Linked DNA regions of Xenopus laevis: region 2 is linked to region 1. A link is a contact called in public Hi-C data. All regions are on one chromosome and are shown on one strand. The core of a region is the stretch at or near the end of the contact, and the rest is flanking DNA. Distances in the headings are between cores, read along the strand shown.

Region 1 (3,644 bases), core at 674-3,173:
GCTGCTAGCTCCATAGCTTTGAACTAGCTGGGCCCAATGCAAGTTCTATAAGTTACCTTGTAATTGATTTGACCCTGCCAATGTGTACCAATTTCAAATGATTGCACTGGCAAGGTCAGAGAGATTACATGGTGAGCCTATGAAGGAAAATATAAGATGGCATTGTCACCCCCACCCACCAGTGAGAAATTGTGCAGGTTAAAAAATGCCCCATGTGCATTAGCCCTAAAATGAGTCTAAAGCAACCACTGTGCCATATGCATACATAGCAAATTAATTCAAGTAAAGTTCATCTTTAAATTAACTTCTTTAAGACCATCTATTCTAAGCCTTTGTTTCAACTGATTTCCAATACAGGTATGGGGCCTGCTATCCAGAATGCTTAGGACCTGGGGTTTTACGGATAATTGATCTTTCCATAACTTGGATCTTTATACCTTAAGTCTACTAGAAAATCATGTAAATATATAATGGGTTTACAGATGACGGATCCCATAACTGTATTTATGTTGGACGCCATTTGCATTTTGCTTCCCATGGCCAGCAGCCCTGTGCCTTCAAAATCAGTAATCCATTCACTCTCCCAATTCCTTATGCAAGGCCTTCCTCCTCTTATTTTTCTGTGGAATAATACATGGCTTATGAGATATTGATCAGTGTGGGAGGAAAACCTCTACTTTGTGATCTAATTCCTAGCCCCAGGGTCAAATGTATGTGAGTCGAATTATGTAATGATTTGTTAGTTTCACTGTATGATTTATGCATGGATTACAAGCTTTAGATTGACAGCTGTTCATTGCACAAATGGAAATATATCTTCTTTTTACATAAAGAGAATGGATCGGAGGCAGTTAGGATGAGGGTATAAATAACCGGAACAATTTAGACATTTGTAGCTACAGCTTGAGGATGTAAATTCCAATTGCTAAATTCAAGAAGGTTAGTGGGGTTACATTTTACATGGGACACCTAGGTAGAAATGAAATTATTCACACTGTAGCCTCTCCAGTAACATGTACAGGTATGGGATTGGTTATCCAGAAAGCTCTGAATTACAGGAAGGCCGTCTCTCATAAACTCCATTTTAATTACATTAAAAAAAAAGGAATTCTTTTTTTCTCTAATAATAAAACTGTACCTTGTACTTAATCCCATGTAAGATCTAATTAATATGTATTGGAGATAAAATAGTCCTATTGGGTTTATTTAATGTTTACATTATTTTATAGTAGATTAAGGGCAGAGACACACTCTTAGATTCGGGGAGATTTAGTGGCCTGGTGGTAAATCACCTCTTCTTCAGGGGAGACTTATCTCCCCGGAGTGTCTCGTTCCGGCTAGAATCTAAATTGCCGGCAGGATGGCGCTCTGAGCTCTTCATTTTCCGAAGTCGCCCGAAGTTTCCTCGTGCGGCAGCTTTCGGCAACTTCGGAAAATGAAGTGCACAAATTGCCATCCTGCAGGCGATTTACATTCTAGCTGGCGGGAGGCAGTTTGGGGAGATTAGTCGCCCCAAAGAAGAGATTTGTCGCTGGGTCTCTGCCCTTAAAGTATGGTGATTTAAATAAGGGCAAGATTTCTAATCTGGAAAACCCTGGTCCCAGGCATTCTGGATACCAGGTCCTATACCTGTTCTAGTACATCTTGTGACCCTGTATCCTGTAAGCAGCACATAGTACAGAGACAGGGGTCTTTTACTAACTCGTACTACACACGGCTTACAGGATACATGGTCACTAGCATGCTAAATCTCACTGTATTTGTACCCATTATACAACTACAAAGGTTCATATCCTAGGGATACCAGAACTGAGACTGAAACTTGGATAAGCTAGAAACTGAAATCTCTTTAAGACATGTTTGGTGTTTGAATCCAGCTCCCAAGTGTGTGAGTGTTGCGTGACTGACAGAGTATACGGGCAAGAGCACAGAGAGCCCATTTCTACAGGATTTTAGGCTGTCGTGGTTTCCTGAATAGTTGTGGGAAGTGAGCAGGGGAAATCCAGACTGAATCTAGCAGAGGGAAAAGCATTTCGGGAGAAGGAGGAGCCTGTATTTTAGAGCTCAGTGACTCGGCTTATTGCTAAACATTCATTAATTGTTCGATGAATGCTTCAGCACAAATAGAAGTTTCCCTATTCAAAGGGGAAATCCCAGTTAGTCCTGGTAGCACTATGTTATAGCAAAGCAAATATCCTTTAGCCTTAGCACTCACTGTCCTTACAAAGGTCACTCTGTGTTATAGAAGAGATTTAGTATATGAGAGGCAGGATCTTTTCTTTCAGCTCTTCTTTCTGAAAACTCAGTGTGGAGCCTGTGTCACCTTTTGTTGGAAATTTATCCCAGGACCATATGGCAGAGGGACACAAAATAGGGTATACTCTTGTACGTGTTCAGATCACTGGCAATGCAGTCTGCTGGGACAACAGGATTTTTAAACCTGCTCAATCGATATCTGGACGATTTTCTGCAAGATATTGGTCAAGCCTGTACACGCAATGTTCCCTCTAAGCTGTGTGCTCATGTGCACACAAAAAGTTGTAGTGCTCACAAAGAAATTTATGTGAATACACAACATTTTGCATTTATTCTGACCTGCACACCCAGTTTTTAATGCAACGCAATGTTTCTTCTAATTCCTTTTTAGCTATGCACACAAAAATATTCTTTTGTGCGCACATTTTAAACTTGTGTGCTCACAAAAGAATATTTTTGAAGAAACATTGCATTGGTGGTCCCCATACATGGGCCAATAAGCTGCCCACTCAGCCCATGTATGGCCACCTTTAGACTGGTCTTGGATTTGGATAGGGTGCAATAAGCATGCTTATGTGTGCCACTTCTCCTATTGCACCCACATTCCATCCTTCCTCTCCCTCTATGTCCTACTTCTCCCTCTTTGTTCTCAGCTGTTTTGGGTGTCATGTGTACTGTCTTTCACTATCTGACCATAGTTATTTCATACCTACAAGAAATTAGTTGTCACTTATTAGTCACCAATTAAAATAAATTGAGTATTCTGTGGGAAAAAATGTTTATATTCTTGGCAATAGATGCCTCACTAGTATAAACTCCAATCTTGGTGTGCCCTGTTATCACTGAATGTTTTTTCTTTGCTGATTTTTTTGTTTTTATACTTTTTTTTTCTTTTTGATCCTATTGTTTTGCCTTTAAATATGAAAATATTAATTAGAATGTTAGCAAATACACTGCACTTAACCCAAAATGAGACATTTTGTGCCTTAAAGGAGAAGGAAAGCTACCGAAGCAGTTTGTCAATAGATTAGCCACAATAGTGCAAGCTATAACACTCTAGACATTCTCTCTGTTTGTTTAGGATAGCAGCTGCCATATTGGCTTGGTGTGACATCACTTCCTGCCTGAGTCTCTCCCTGCTCACTCATATCTCTGAGCTCAGATTACAGCAGTGAGGGTAGGAAGGAGGGGGAGAGGAGCAAACTGAGCATGCTCAAGCCCTAGCCCTGGAGGTTTAAGCTGAAGGCAGGAAGTCTGATACAGAAGCCCATGTGTACACAATATAAGAAAAGAAATGCTGTGTTTCTTTTGACAGAGGACTCAGAGCAGTATTACTTTGAGGGTTTTCTGGTGTATTTATATAGACCCTTCTGATAAAGCTTGCTTAA
Region 2 (3,659 bases), core at 118-2,617, 71 kb after region 1:
ATTAATAAGGGGAGGGGGGGGTCTGTTATAATTCTTTGCCTCCCTCATTATACTCATAAAAGCAGCAACACTAAAACTGCTTGACCATTTACGGTAGTCATGTATGAATTGTCTGGGGCAGGACACATTTTGAAAGACCTACAAAGCAACTTATTGGTGGGTGTGTGGTGCATTGGCATTTGAGTGAAGCTGGCCATATACTGTACCAATAATATTAATTCTGTATGATTATTGGTATGAGTATGGAGGCCCACTGACCCGAACTGCTATCCAGGTACTATGATGTGTAAGGCAAATTGAACCCAACTGAGCCCCCTTCAGCAGCCACAGGGTGCACTCCCCTACTTATATGACTATCTGTAAGTACTATTTCCATATAGCTTAAGAAACTCTGTGTCTTCATATATTTAAATGGCTTGTGGACACAGGCAGCAGGGGCGTAACTCTAGAGGAAGCAGACCCTGTGGCTGCAGGAGGGCCCAGGAGGCATAGGGGGCCCCTATGAGGCTCAAATAATGAGCAATTTCAACATATATTTGGTAAAATAGGGCAATGCTGTGGGGCCCAGTAACATCTAGTTATGCCACTGATGGTTAGGGTTGCCACCTGGCCGGTAAAAATGATGGTTGATCCCAATGTTATTAATAAGGAAAAAAGAAAAATATATAGGCCGGGTTTTTTTTTTCAGAAAAGGTGGCAACCCTACTGATGGTGAACATCCTGCGTGTTCCAAAGCTTTTAGCCTTCCCAAGACTTTACAGCTATTTCCAAACTCAACTAGGTGTATCAGACTGGGCCACACAATAGGGTTGTATTTCCATTACAATAGGGTTGTATTTCCATTACAATAGGGTTGTATTTCCATTACAATAGGGCTGTATTTCCATTGCCTGAGGCAGAACTATTGAGCAAGCAGACCCTGTGATGAGTGGGGACCCCAGGATATGCAGGGGGCCCGCAGGATATGCAGGGGGCCCGCCACTTTGGAAGGATCTATAACTAGTTTGAATATATTTTTTATTAAAAGTGTCTTACTCATAATGATTTTGCTTTGAGTCTCATTAACTTCCAACTATTGACACTGGCCTGACAGACTGCAGTCACATGTAGATGAAGAGCCTTCCGAACTAAGTAATCCATTAATATGTTCTATGGTTCTGTTGACACTGTATCGTTTTGGGGAGATGAAGGGGACATCTTGTTTTGTAGAATTGTCAGGGTGCAAATAAGCACAGAAGTTAGCTCAGAGAGGCCCACCTTTTGAAAGAGGCAACTAATCATGCTAATGAAGAAGAGAGTAATGGGATTAGCCAGCTCTTTTCATGGCCCGAATAATAGAGCATCTGCAACAAGCATCCTTCCAATGGAAAGGGCAAGTGTTAGGGTGGGAGGAGTCTGATCAAACCAAATAGAATAGTGGCTCCTAGTAGTGTGTCCACATTAGAACCATACTTTTCCAAACCGGGTGTTGGTCGCTGGGGAGACTGCGATCTCAAGGAACGACCCCATCTATACACGTTTAGCACGAGGAGTCGAGCAGCAAATGCCCAGCACCATGCTCTCCAGCCTGCTCAGCCCATTCCAGGAGCTGGATACCAACTTATCCAAGGTAATGGAACTGCCTGCCACTTTACGAGTGCACACAAACTTTTTACCACGCTAATAATAGCTTTCTTTTACGCCACACACACTTCATTTTAAAGACTAATCTCAAGTCACTTACATCAGGTCTGTGTGAAAGTGCGCACTTCCTGCCAAGAGCGGTCGGTGGCGCAGGAGCGTGTTGTTTGCTTCACTTCTCTCGGGGGGTGGTGGAAGCACTTGTGGGGGGACGTATGTAGTGGGAGTATCGTGTAGAAGCGGCCACTCTAATAAATTAGGAAGGCATTGCATTGCAGTTGATTTAAACGCCACAAAGTAGGCACAATGTATTGTTTTTCCGCCTGCAAAATACGTGCAGGTTCAGAAACCTTACTCTTGCACAAATACACCGGGGAAATGTTCACAATGCAAATGTTTGTTCTGGTTTTGTTTTGAAATCAGAAGGCACATATTTCCTTATAATGTATAGGTTCCTTGGCACCCAGCGACTCTCTCCAACTATAGATTTGGATTAAAGGATTATGGGAGATGGCGTATGCTGGAAGGACTTGCTTGCAGTGCGGAGGTCACGTGTGCCATTGCCCTGCTGTACATGAGAGCTGTGTGTGTGTGTGCAGTCAGGCTGTCTATTGAATACAAAAGTCTTTATTTGAGGGGTTGCATCATGTAATAAAGCACAGCAACAGGTATCCGAAAACTGGACATCTTGCTTTCATTTAGACCTGCTTTGTGTGTTAGTATGCAGGAATTTTGAAACTGACCCAACATTCTCTCTAGCCAGTGGTTCCCAAACTGTGGAGCTGGCCTCTGTACTGGGGTTTGGAGCAATGGCAGCTGAGGCTCAGCCTAAAGGCTGGCAAAGTTGAGAATTTGGGACAATGGCCATTGTGTTTTCTAGGTACCGTACACATGAAAGCCCAGCTTGAGCGTCAAGGATAGATTTGAGGTGTATTTGCAGTTATAGACATACTTGAAACTATGACATACTGATATCTGTACTCACTTTATGAGCTAACATGGTGCCTTGCAAAAGAGAGGTTTTTTTGTGCACATACCCATGTAAGGGTGGTTGGGGGTAAAATGAGAACTCCAAGAGCAGATGTTATTCCTTTAAAGCATTGATGTGACCTCTGTTGCAGTGTCTGTCTGTTTCGGGACCTCTGTACTGTGAGTAAACTAAATAAATAGTCCATAGAGGTTAGAATGTTATGGGAATTTTCTCTGGGACAATGACTGATGTGAGTGTTGTATACTGCTGTGGAATATGTCCACACTATATAAATAAATGATAACCAGGCATATTATTAAGTAAAGTAGTTTAATACTAATGAGGTTTATCTTGAAAGCTACTTCTGTGCATGCTTGCTCGTTCTAGTATAGTTACTGGTGGACTTGTGAGGGGCGTTTATCTAAGGCCCATGACTGTTAGTGGCGCTAAGACAAATGCTAGTAGGTAATATGGCGCTGCTTGACACTACAGGAAAGCTGTTATCTTGTGTGTGTATATGTATATATATCTCCTAGATCATGCTTTACAGAGGCTATTCATTCACATAAGCTTATGACATTATAATTGGATTTGGTTTCTTTTTCATTCAAACTTTTTTGTCCAAAGGATGCTGCCTTCAAAATTAGAAGAAACATTTCCCCAGACTCGGAAAACCATGTCAGTTGCAGCACATTTTCCCCCTTCTGTAGACTGTAATTTGTGGAATGCTTTAGCTCATATGTTTGTGCAACCAAGTTTATTTTGTGAATTTTGAAAACAATTCCTGACATGGTCTTCTCTCCCTCACCACCCCCCAGCCCCAGTTATGTGCACCTTTTCGGGCTCATAGTTTTGGAACCTCTTAAGTTCCACATATGAGTAATCTTAGACGTATTTTACAATAATTAGCTATGAAACAATGTATAGTTATTAGGGATGCACCGATTCCGGGATTTGGCCATTTTCAGCAGGATTCGGCCGAATCCTTGTGTCTGGACGAACTGAATCCAAATCCTTAAAATCATGTGACTTTTCGTCACAAAACAAGGAAGTAAAAAAAAATTTCAGC

The links. A called contact is a pair of places that touch in the nucleus more often than the background predicts.
Region 2: a Hi-C map of the XTC cell line shows a contact between it and region 1, with 4 times the contacts expected there. The contact joins the promoter of LOC108698659 here to the enhancer-like site in region 1. A contact is called at or near these places in 2 of 4 Hi-C or Micro-C datasets (the XL177 cell line and the XTC cell line).

The regions. Positions count from the first base shown.
Region 1 is chr8L:72,647,813-72,651,456 of Xenopus_laevis_v10.1, forward strand. No RefSeq gene overlaps it. Among protein-coding and RNA genes, the nearest start is that of med29.L, 14 kb to the left of the region's middle. Within about 2 kb of position 1,924, at least 1 of the 7 cell types and tissues checked has an H3K27ac peak or open chromatin away from gene starts, as enhancers often do.
Region 2 is chr8L:72,719,688-72,723,346 of Xenopus_laevis_v10.1, forward strand. It overlaps LOC108698659 (mRNA decay activator protein ZFP36L1), which reads left to right and starts at 1,368. Exons shown (of 2, transcript XM_018230315.2): 1 at 1,368-1,609. The coding sequence starts at 1,544.